Regions from separate parts of the Mus musculus genome. Here regions 2 and 3 are each linked to region 1. The links are chromatin contacts, called in public Hi-C maps. All regions are on one chromosome and are shown on one strand. Each heading gives the region's core, a stretch centred on a gene start, on an enhancer-like site or on the middle of the called end of the contact. The rest is flanking DNA. Distances are from core to core; before and after follow the strand shown. Region 1 has its middle 65 kb from the start of 4930474N09Rik. Region 2 overlaps Foxn3 (forkhead box N3). Region 3 overlaps Foxn3 (forkhead box N3).

What was found. A called contact is a pair of places that touch in the nucleus more often than the background predicts.
Region 2: a Hi-C map of cerebellum shows a contact between it and region 1, with 3 times the contacts expected there. The contact joins two enhancer-like sites. A contact is called at or near these places in 1 of 15 datasets of contacts at CTCF or cohesin (the NIH/3T3 cell line), 3 of 484 Hi-C or Micro-C datasets (cerebellum, cranial neural crest and olfactory sensory neurons) and 1 of 115 datasets of contacts at active chromatin or transcription factors (embryonic basal ganglia).
Region 3: a Hi-C map of the CH12 cell line shows a contact between it and region 1, with 2.0 times the contacts expected there. The contact joins two enhancer-like sites. A contact is called at or near these places in 2 of 15 datasets of contacts at CTCF or cohesin (large pre-B cells and pro-B cells), 3 of 484 Hi-C or Micro-C datasets (the CH12 cell line, Sertoli cells and cortical neurons) and 2 of 115 datasets of contacts at active chromatin or transcription factors (cardiomyocytes and stem cell-derived neural progenitor cells).

Annotation. Positions count from the first base shown.
Region 1 is chr12:99,096,243-99,099,215 of GRCm38.p6, reverse strand. No RefSeq gene overlaps it. Among named protein-coding and RNA genes, the nearest start is that of 4930474N09Rik, 65 kb to the left of the region's middle. Within about 2 kb of position 1,280, at least 72 of the 459 cell types and tissues checked have an H3K27ac peak or open chromatin away from gene starts, as enhancers often do. A contact at or near this core is called in the CH12 cell line and cerebellum, where this site is marked.
Region 2 is chr12:99,283,330-99,286,650 of GRCm38.p6, reverse strand. All of the region lies in intron 4 of Foxn3 (forkhead box N3), which reads left to right. Among named protein-coding and RNA genes, the nearest start is that of Gm46371, 46 kb to the left of the region's middle. Within about 2 kb of position 2,025, at least 66 of the 459 cell types and tissues checked have an H3K27ac peak or open chromatin away from gene starts, as enhancers often do. A contact at or near this core is called in cerebellum, where this site is marked.
Region 3 is chr12:99,304,998-99,308,228 of GRCm38.p6, reverse strand. The region is part of intron 3 of Foxn3 (forkhead box N3); the gene reads left to right. Among named protein-coding and RNA genes, the nearest start is that of Gm46371, 24 kb to the left of the region's middle. Within about 2 kb of position 1,543, at least 73 of the 459 cell types and tissues checked have an H3K27ac peak or open chromatin away from gene starts, as enhancers often do. A contact at or near this core is called in the CH12 cell line, where this site is marked.

The DNA of each region.
Region 1 (2,973 bases), core at 31-2,530:
ACCTGAAGAACCCAGGATTTACATCTCAAAATCCTTAATCCAATCCCATCTGCCTAATCTTTACATCATATAAGGTCACAGCAATGGGAATGAAGATACCTTTAGGCTTTTTTATGACTCTAGGGCATGTGGCGTGCATCGAGTCAAACCCTATGTGTTGATTTTAAATTAAAAGAAAAAAGAAAAAGATTTGCTGTTGGCAAGCCCGTGTGATTTCATCCAAGTCAACTTCTCAATGGCCACAAGTTACCATGAATGCTGGTGGCTCAGGAGCGGTGGCTCACACCTATAACCCCGGCATTGAGAAGGTTGGTGCGGGATGACTGTGAGTTAGAGGTCTGCCCCAGCTACACAGAGAGTCCTTGTTCAGAAAGCATAGGAACGGGGTGGTTCTGCCATCAGCTGCCCACCCCGGGCTCAGCCTGCTGTTTTAGGAACAGTGTATCCGACAATTTCTATCCAACTGTGTGCATTAGTGGAGTCTAAGGTCCTTTCCATGCCATTGCCCAGGAAGCCCCGGTGGGTTTCCTTTCACCAAAGCCACTGACTTCATAGTAGTTTCAGGAGAGGTCAGCACCACAACTGCAGAAAGAGACCCTCCGTACAAAAGAAGGAAATCCCTCTGCGTAGCCACAAGACCTTCCGGCCAGGCGACCATCTTCACTGTGGATTTTGGAGGTGCCAGTTTTGATTTTCCACAATACGTTCTTTTACCTAAAAATCATTACATCTGATCTAATACAGTACCAAGCATAGAGACCCTAAGATGTCTATATTTAACATTGCATTCAGTTATGTATCTCGACCTGTGGATTTGGGGGTTACCCTTAACCTTCTTGTTACTAAGATTTCATTCCCCCAACTCTCATTTCCAACCTGGTCTGTGATTTACATTTGTATATGTTTTCTCTAATGATAATTCTGGAGGGTCACTCACAGTCAAAAATCAAACTTTATCTGGAGGGAAACACAAGGCTGGTTGGGATCAGCTGAGATAGAAAAGAGGCCACCCTCCTCCCCCAACTTCTGCAGGGCCCCTCATCCAAGACATTCTCTTTGCTGCCAATTGCCTTCTCCAAGCGAGAAAGAATAAACTAATTTTATACCTATTCAGTCCAATAACGCTCATTGTCCTACCTCCACCTCCAGTGATAAGAGGCAGGAACAGTTCATTTTCCATTGCTAAGCAACCGCAAAAACAGTGCGCCCCGCCTGTGCCCGACCGCCCCGGCTGATAGGGATCGCTGTCTAAAGTTCGTGTTTGCATTCTGAAGTCAACAGTAATTGTAGTTCCCTATTAGTCTTCATTAGGATAGTTTATGGCTGGCCTAACTCCAGTCTCCACTCAGTAGCTTGAATGTACTGTCTTCCTAGGGGAAGAAATATTTGGCAGAAAAAAAAAAAAAAACCTTGTGCGGATTTCCTCCGCTCATTTCCCTTCGGTAGGCCAGGAAAGTACGGTCCACACCCGTAGTTCCCTAGCCTGGGACAACAAGGCCACTGTTGAAGGCATTGGAGGAAACGGGTGGGAAGAAGGCCGTGTACTCCTGGGCTGGCTTCCGTCTACTCTACGGAAAAAGTAGGTCAGTGGTGCACAGGTCCGTTTGGTAAAAGAGCTCTTGCATTTGGGGGCCAAACGCACAGCCCTTCTTTCCAGAGCAAAGGTATGTAGGGCCTTTTTCCATAGACCCGAGTCTCCTGGCTGGCTGACTCAGGACTGGGTGAAACACTGGCCTTACTGTAGAGGTTCAGTCTCAGCCAGCTTGAAAGAGCCGCTCTGGGCCACCAGCTTCCATGTGTTGACTCACCTCGAGGCTGCCAGCCTGCCAGCCTAGTTGCCAGCTTAGTCCGGGAGCAACCCAGGCCCTCACATAACTTGCCCTTTTAGCCCCAGCTCAGAGTTCCAAGGCTGATGGGGGGTGTGGGGTGTGGACAAATATAGAAAACCGCTTCGAGCAATTAGTGAGGATATTACCCTCCTTCTTAGACCCCATCCTCAAACATCCGTTTACTCTCAGCACTTTTCAGAGACAGTGTGGCTCCTGACATCCCTCCTCTACCCCATTCCTTAGAATCGCTGAGGATTTGTTAGGGCCATTCTGGAAAACAAGCCTGCTTGCGCCCCCTAGTGTACACGCGAATCAAAGCATTATAAATTGAGTACCGAGAGCTTGTCTCCTCCAACAGACTGGGGCAGCCCCAGTCTTGAGGCCTAGGGCAGGGACTAGAAACCATCCCTAAATCTTGTCCTCCACCCCACTCTCACCCAGGCCTGCTCTTCTTGAGTCCTTCCTTAAAGTTACTTCCGCATGAAATCTAAATCAAGTCGTTGAAACACCTCACGCTTACGGAAGGCAAGGAGAATCTTTGCCTAGTGGCGGACAGTGCAGAAGCCCAGTGGCTGTGAACTGACACCGGAGTTCAAGTCCCTTTGTTTTGCTACAGTTTTTAAGTTGTGCCATCGGCTCTCTTGGGTACCAGACACCCTGGGATGATGACTCCTTAACAGAAAAAAAAAAATCCTGGAAGGAGAAACTGAATTGAACAGCATGTTTCTTGGATCCTGATCATCTTGAACTTCTGTCTCTCCCTGTCTTCTTCTGTCACCAGAAGGAGACGGGAGAGAGCCCAAGAAAACACAGAGAATCTGTTGCCAGAATCTAAGGCAGGAACACTGAGGCCTGAGGAGGTTACCAGGAGCCATGCAGACACTAAGAAAACCAGAAAACCACCTTCTGGGGTAAAGAGGAAGGTTGCCTACCAGAAAGCTTAGTCCTCAACCAAAGACTTACTTAGACACTCTTCCTAGGTTGGCTCACTTGATGGAAGTCGAGGTGGGCTGGCAAATGCATTTCGTGTCCTGCGCATGAAGTCTGAAGTGTAGAGAGTGTTCCTGAAGGATCAGTTTGAGAAGTATCGTGATTGATTAATAATGTCTGCTGTGAGCATAGAACATATGAATGCTGGTATACA
Region 2 (3,321 bases), core at 776-3,275, 190 kb before region 1:
GCCACAGAAGGCTCGAGGGTGAATGCTCAGAAAACTCAGGTTTTGAGTCAGATCCCCAAGCCCTGGTCCTCATTAACTCCATGCCTTCAGTCAAGATGCATAGGAAACGCCATGCAGTCTTCAGTGTAAACTGAGAAACGTCCCTCTGGGACAGTTTCCTCCCTGAATTACAGCCCTGACCCTCCCTAGCAATGCCTAAAAATCAAAATGAACGAGGGAAAAAGTGTGACCTTTACCTGTCTTTGGTGGATCCAAGAAGATGGGCAGAATGTGTTTGCCAGCTGCCCGAACAACCAGATATCAAACATGATCGTTCCCGAAAGCTCTCTCAGTTCGTCATGTATTACAGATTCAGACAACCTAGAAAGAAATCTTGGCTTCCTAAGCAAGTGGCTTAACCCTTGTAATAGTGTGAGTTCCATTACTATAGCAAAATAGCTGAAGTAGGATAAATTGTAAAGAAACGAGGTTGTTCACAGTCTGAAAGTGTAAGGCACAGAGAGCCAGCCCTTGTAATTCTTCCTCCGACAAGGGCCTCATGACCCTGGCATTACAGTGATAGGAACACGCAGAGAAGAGGTCACATGGTGAGACAGGAAACAAAAAAAAAAGCGTTGTTGTTGTTATTATTATTATTATAATCTTAGGTGTATGGTTGTTTTGCCTGCATGTATATCTGTGTACCACATGGGTGCAGAGCCCACAGACGTCAGGAGAGGGTGTGCCCTGGAACTGGAGTTACAAATGGTTGTGAGCAGCCATTTGGGTGCCAGGAACCAAACCCAGGTGACCCGCAAGAGCAATCAGTGCTTAACTGTCACGCCACCACTACCGTCCCTGAGGGGCTCACTGTGTTCATTTTTTGGCAACGCCCTTTCCTGTGAATCTACTCCTCAGGACCAGCATTCACCTGTTCATCTCGTCTATCTCCAAAGGGTTCGCTCTTCCACACACTCATGGAGAAACACCACAAAATCTTCCCAGGAGCATTCTTGTCAGTTTCCACTCTGAACGTCAGCCCAGCCAGCATCTCTTTGCTGATCCTAGCAGGATTCAGGGACCACTCTTTGGCACTGAGTTCTTGACTCCAAGGGCCCGCATCTCTGGTTTTGTTGGGTTTTCTGAGACCCTCCCCCGCCCGCCTGTCCCTTTCACAAGTGGCAGCTCGCCCTGGGCTTTCTGGCATCTTTCATCCCTTCCGCAAGCTGACTCTTTTGTCCACTGTGCAAAGGAGGGCGTTCACCTCTTGCATAAATCTGCTTACTGCCCCCAGGCGTGCCCACTAAAAAACCTTAGCACTTACAGGGAGGGGGCAGCCCCTCTCCACATTTGCCCTCAGATGCCCACTGCCTTCTGTTCTCCTTGGCCCGGGGTAGACTCTGAGTCTTCCTCCGCATTGTTTGTCTTTTTGTCCTGCAGTGAGGAAAGCTTTTTCTGGAGCTTCAGTAATTGTCAGCGTGCCGGTCTGTTTACAGAGGTGAAGTTGGAGGGGTGCTCCTGGGCTCCTCTAATCTTTCTCTGTGTGCTTTGGAACATGCTTTTATGCTCATTAAAAAATAACAAGGAAGTACGACTTTCAAAGAGGCCGCTAGTTCATTTTGATCTTTGCTGGTCCGGTTATTTATTTATTTTGGAATGAAGGGTCTTAGGTATGTAGTATACCTAAGACTTGCAATGTCCATTTACCTTTCAAGTACTGGGATTGCAGGCTTGTGTTAGCATGTTCAGTTGGTATATGATGGAGACTGAAGGCTTTGAGTGTGCCAGGCAAGAGCTGAGCCGCACCCCCCACACCTGTGAGCCCAGCTGTCTAAACTTCCCATGCCAGTAGCCTGCTGTACAGTCGAAGGCCCCTTCAGTTCCATAGTCTGCATTTCCCTGCTTGACCCTAACTTTAGCTAATCTCCAGACCCCTGTCTCTAATAACTGTCTTCATGGAAGTCTCATATTGCCCTCTGAGAAAGCAGCCCTGTGAGCAGACTGCTGAGTAAGACGTTATGGCCAGCAAGGCTGAGGACAGGAAATTGAAAACATTTACCAGAGACTTCCTCAAGAGGCAAGGCATCTGTTTCCCCCACTTCCCCTCTGTGTGTGTATGTCTGTGTGTCTGTCTGTCTTTTGTCTGTGTGTGTCTTTGTGTGTCTATGTGTGTACACACACCGCACATACTTGTAGGTATGCCCGTGCTGTGGTCCAAGTGTTGAGGGCAGAGGACATCCTCCAGTCTTCGTACATGTGTCTGCCTTTTTTGAGACAGGGTCTTTTCACCTAAGTACTTCAGGCTAGCTGACCTGGGAGCTGCCAGGCATCCTCCTGCCTCTGCTTTTCTGCTCCAGTAAGGGGCCTGCACTGAGCTCCTGGGGTTTGAATTCAGGTCCTCACACTTACACAGAGAATTGCTTTACCTATGGAGCCAGTCCCCCAACATACACTTTATGATTGCTAAAGATTGGATGGAGAATAGAAAGTCCTAGAATTAGCCACTGGAAGGTTAGTACAAAGAATAACCCTACTGCTGAGCACTGATCTTACTTGATGTTCATTTTTATGGATGTAACTTTAGACTAAATACATCAATAGGAATGTTTTCTTTTAGATTGCATAGCGTTTAGGAATGTTTCTGAAATCTATTAAATTATACCCGTAACAAGACTATGAAGTGTAGAGATGAAACAGCTTTGGATCCTGTTGCCATAAGTAACATGTGTCTTATCAAAGAGCCCTGGCTTTAAGTACAATTGGAAAGGAAAAGCCATTCCCCTTGAAGCTCTGTGGAACTGCTGGGGTGGAGGTCTAGAAATATTTTTGTAAAATTACCAAAAGACTTAAGGATAATGAAGCTTTTAGGATGTGTTCTGAGCAAGCTGTTCAAATGATGGTTTCAGAAGTGGACTTAAAATTACCCCCTCTAAGCTTCCGAAGCCAAGTTTATATCCATTCTTTCTGCTCCCTGTGGGTTTCCTTCCTAAGCCCTTGCCAAGCGGCAGGCCTTAGGGTTTTCATATCTGTGCCATCACGCACACAATGGGATGTGTGCCTACATTTGTGTGCACATGTGTGTAGCCCAGGTTCTTAAGTGGAATGGCCTTAAAGAGATCGTTACTCTCAGTGGTCCTTGCAGCCTGTAGAAGAAAGTTGCAGGCTCTCCAGATGTGGGTAATGGAACCCTGGGATGACATGCCCCTGCCGCCCCAACCATGTGCCCTCAAGCAGCTCATCTGACTGGTGCAGGCCTCTGCTTCCTGCCCAGTCCAAAAAGCAAGAGTCCCAACTTGATGAACTTGGTGAGAATTAAAAGGCACAGCATTCGTTATGTTCACG
Region 3 (3,231 bases), core at 294-2,793, 210 kb before region 1:
ACTGTAAGCCATCTTTCCCATCTAAGCTGTATGGCTTAGCTTTAAACATGAATAGAGTTTAATTTAGAGAAAATGCTGTATATTTTACACAGGAGACAGAGCTGGATTGGTGTGTGTGTGTGTGTGTGTGTGTGTGTGTGTGTGTGTGTGTGTTTGTGTGTGCGCGCGCGTGTGTGCCCGCCCGCCCGCCCGCCCGCCCGCCCGTGCGCCTTCTCCTCAGCTCCCCTCATGGGGATGAAGCAGATTCTTTAGAGCAGAAGAAGAGGAAGGGAGACTCCTCAGGAAGCTGCTGAGCTCCGCCTCTGTAAGAATTCATGAAAATGATGGTGTGGTTCCTGATTGGGTATCTTTGGGTTCTACACCCTCACGCTTGAACATCCACAAAACCAAGGATATTTACTTGGGGGAAAAAATAGAATTTTTTAAAAGGATATATTTATTTATTTTATGTATATGAGTGCACTGTAGTTGTCTTCAGACACACCAGAAGAGAGCATAGGATTCCCTCACAGATGGTTGTGAGCCACCATGTGGTTGCTGGGAATTGAACTCAGGACCTCTGGAAGAGCAGTCAGTGCTCTTAACCACTGAGCCATCTCTCCAGCCCTTGAAATAGAATTTATCCTGAACATATTATACATGCCCTTTATCATTACTTCTTAAACAGTACAGTATTGTAACAGTTTATATAGCATCTGCATTGTGTTTGGTAACCCAGAGATTAGCTGGTGCATGTGTGCATATACTGTGCTATCTTGTGTAAAGAGTTCTAGGCACCTGTGGGAATTTTTGTGTCCTTGAGAGATCTGGGGTGACTGACATTTTACAAAGGCTTAGGTCTCCCAGGCCCCTTTTCTCACACTCTTCTTAAAACACACACACACACACACACACACACACACACACACACACACACATACGATTGCCGAGGGGGGGGGTTGAAATACAAATGTGTGATTTGTTTAGTATCATATTTGTGAGAGTCAGAAAAGTCATAGAAGCACCTAAGTTTCTGTGATCATGAACGGAAGGCAAATCTACATTATAGATCTATTTAATAAGAGTCATTCTTGGATTCTCCATCCCAATTTCTTAACAAACATCAAATTTAAATATTTATCTGTTTTGAAGTTAGTCTAGATCTAGAAGTGGCCCTTTCTGATGGGTGGGGGTGGGGAGGGGAGCTGGCTTGACTCTTGCCAGGCAGCTCATCCTGCCTGGTGTTGGCTGCCAGCAAGCTGTTGGCAATAAGTGCAAATCCTTTTGTCTTGTTAAGAAATTATTGTTAAAGATGCAGTAGTGTATAAAGTCCGCTCTGTCGTTCAAATGACTGTATCTCTGGTGATAACTCCCCACACTCAGACAATCTTGGTGTCCTGTTGAAGCTAATAGGTGCAAATTTTAGTAGGACTTTTAAGAACCCAGTACCCCATATTTACAAGTCTTTCTATGTAATCAATTTCTTTACCACCTGCCCTAACCCTCCCCCAAGCAGTCAGAAGTCTGGACTGGCAGGATGTGTCCCCGGGATCTTCATGGCATCTGCTCTTACAGTCAGGTTTCTCAGTCTGGGCTCAAACACGACAGTCTGACATGGCAGACCTGGTGCTGCGGCTCTGTCATTTGCATGGCTTTGTGTGTGTTGTCTTATCTTTTGTGTTTTGCTGTGAGCTACATGACTACTTGAGCATCATGCAGACACATGAAGGTATGTTCATAGCTGCCTGTTTTTTAAAGTCGAAGCAGCTCAGACTAAAAGGGGATCCGCTTTCAGGACCTGCTCAAGTTTCCCTGCGACAGCATCAGAGCTATTTTTAGAGGAGTGATCACCAGGAAGAGCCAGGACAGCTGCATTCAACAGCAGCCGCAGAGACAGAGGGTCGTTTGTGGGACTGCAGAGGTTGAGCCTGTTGATATGGGAGACAAAGGGGCATGCATATCTGTCCTTCAGTTAGGTAGGCCACCCCTGTTCAGAGCCCTTGAACCTTTGCAGCTGTGGGAGTGTTAATTTAGTGCTTGGTTGCCTTGGCTCTGAGTCCAGCCAGATGCAGAGATAGGGGCCGATGGCAGGACTGCCCTGCAGAGTGCCCAGTCTGAGAAGACAGCGACTTATTCTCACTCAGAAACAGCTACCAGACTTTCAGTGTTTGAATTCTCAGTTCTCTTTTGCTTCTGCAGACGACAAAAGTCAACAGATATCAGGAACTGGCTGATGCATGTGTGCGTGCATGCGTGCGTGTGCGTGTGTGTGTGTGTGTGTGTGCCTTGGATCCCTTACTATTCCTGCTTGACACTTTTAAGTGACGTCACCATTCTGAATAAAGAGCACTTAGCAAAAAAAAGAGGGTTTTGGTAACTGGTCTGTATACTTCATAGAGCTAGTTAGCATTCTTCCTTTTTATTATTTGTTTTTGTTTTTGGGACGGGTCTCACTCACTGTGTAGCCCTGGTGTCCTGTAGCTTACTATGTATGTAGACCAGGCACTATGTAGACTATAGACTCACAGAGATTGCCTGCCTCTGCCTCTTGAGTGCTGAAATTAAAGGCTTGTGCTACCATACCCTGCTCCCTCCCTCCCTCCCTCCCTTTCTTTCTGAGGCATTTGCTATACACCTGCTGTTGCCATCCACTTAAGAGTGTGTGTGATGCATATAAAGACAGACTCTATCTACTTTATACATGGAGCGTGGAGAAAAGGAGACAGCCTGGAGGGGCAGCATTGTGTAGAATGAACAGAGCTTGCATTAAGGATGGGGAAGGCAGCTGCTTTAAGTAGAGGGTAGCTGCCTAGAGTAGACACTAAGGTGAGAGCATTTACTTGTACTTGGGAGGCCACAAGCAGCCTGGTACCCAGAGAATGAAAGAGCACGAATGTGAGGGATGCCAGAGGAGGAAGCCAGAGCAGGTGTGGCGCTCAGCAACCTGGAAGTGGCACCGATCAGGGGGAGCCAGAGGCCGGTGCCTTTCATCACCTGCTAGATGGCCTGGACTATATAAAAGGTAAAAACATTGCTAAGTGCGTGCATGGATCTCCTGTGTAAGGTTCAGCAGCTCCATGCAGTTAAAGGATGTCCTACATATAAAGGAGCTTCCCTAGAAAAGCTAAGAGCAACAGCAACGGAGCAGTCCTCAAACTGAGGCCATGTGACTCCCGTGACGAAGGCAGAGGTGGAGAGAAGCATCGGAGAAGGAGGGCAGGAGAGAGGGAGAGGAGCCACACCCTTCAGGAA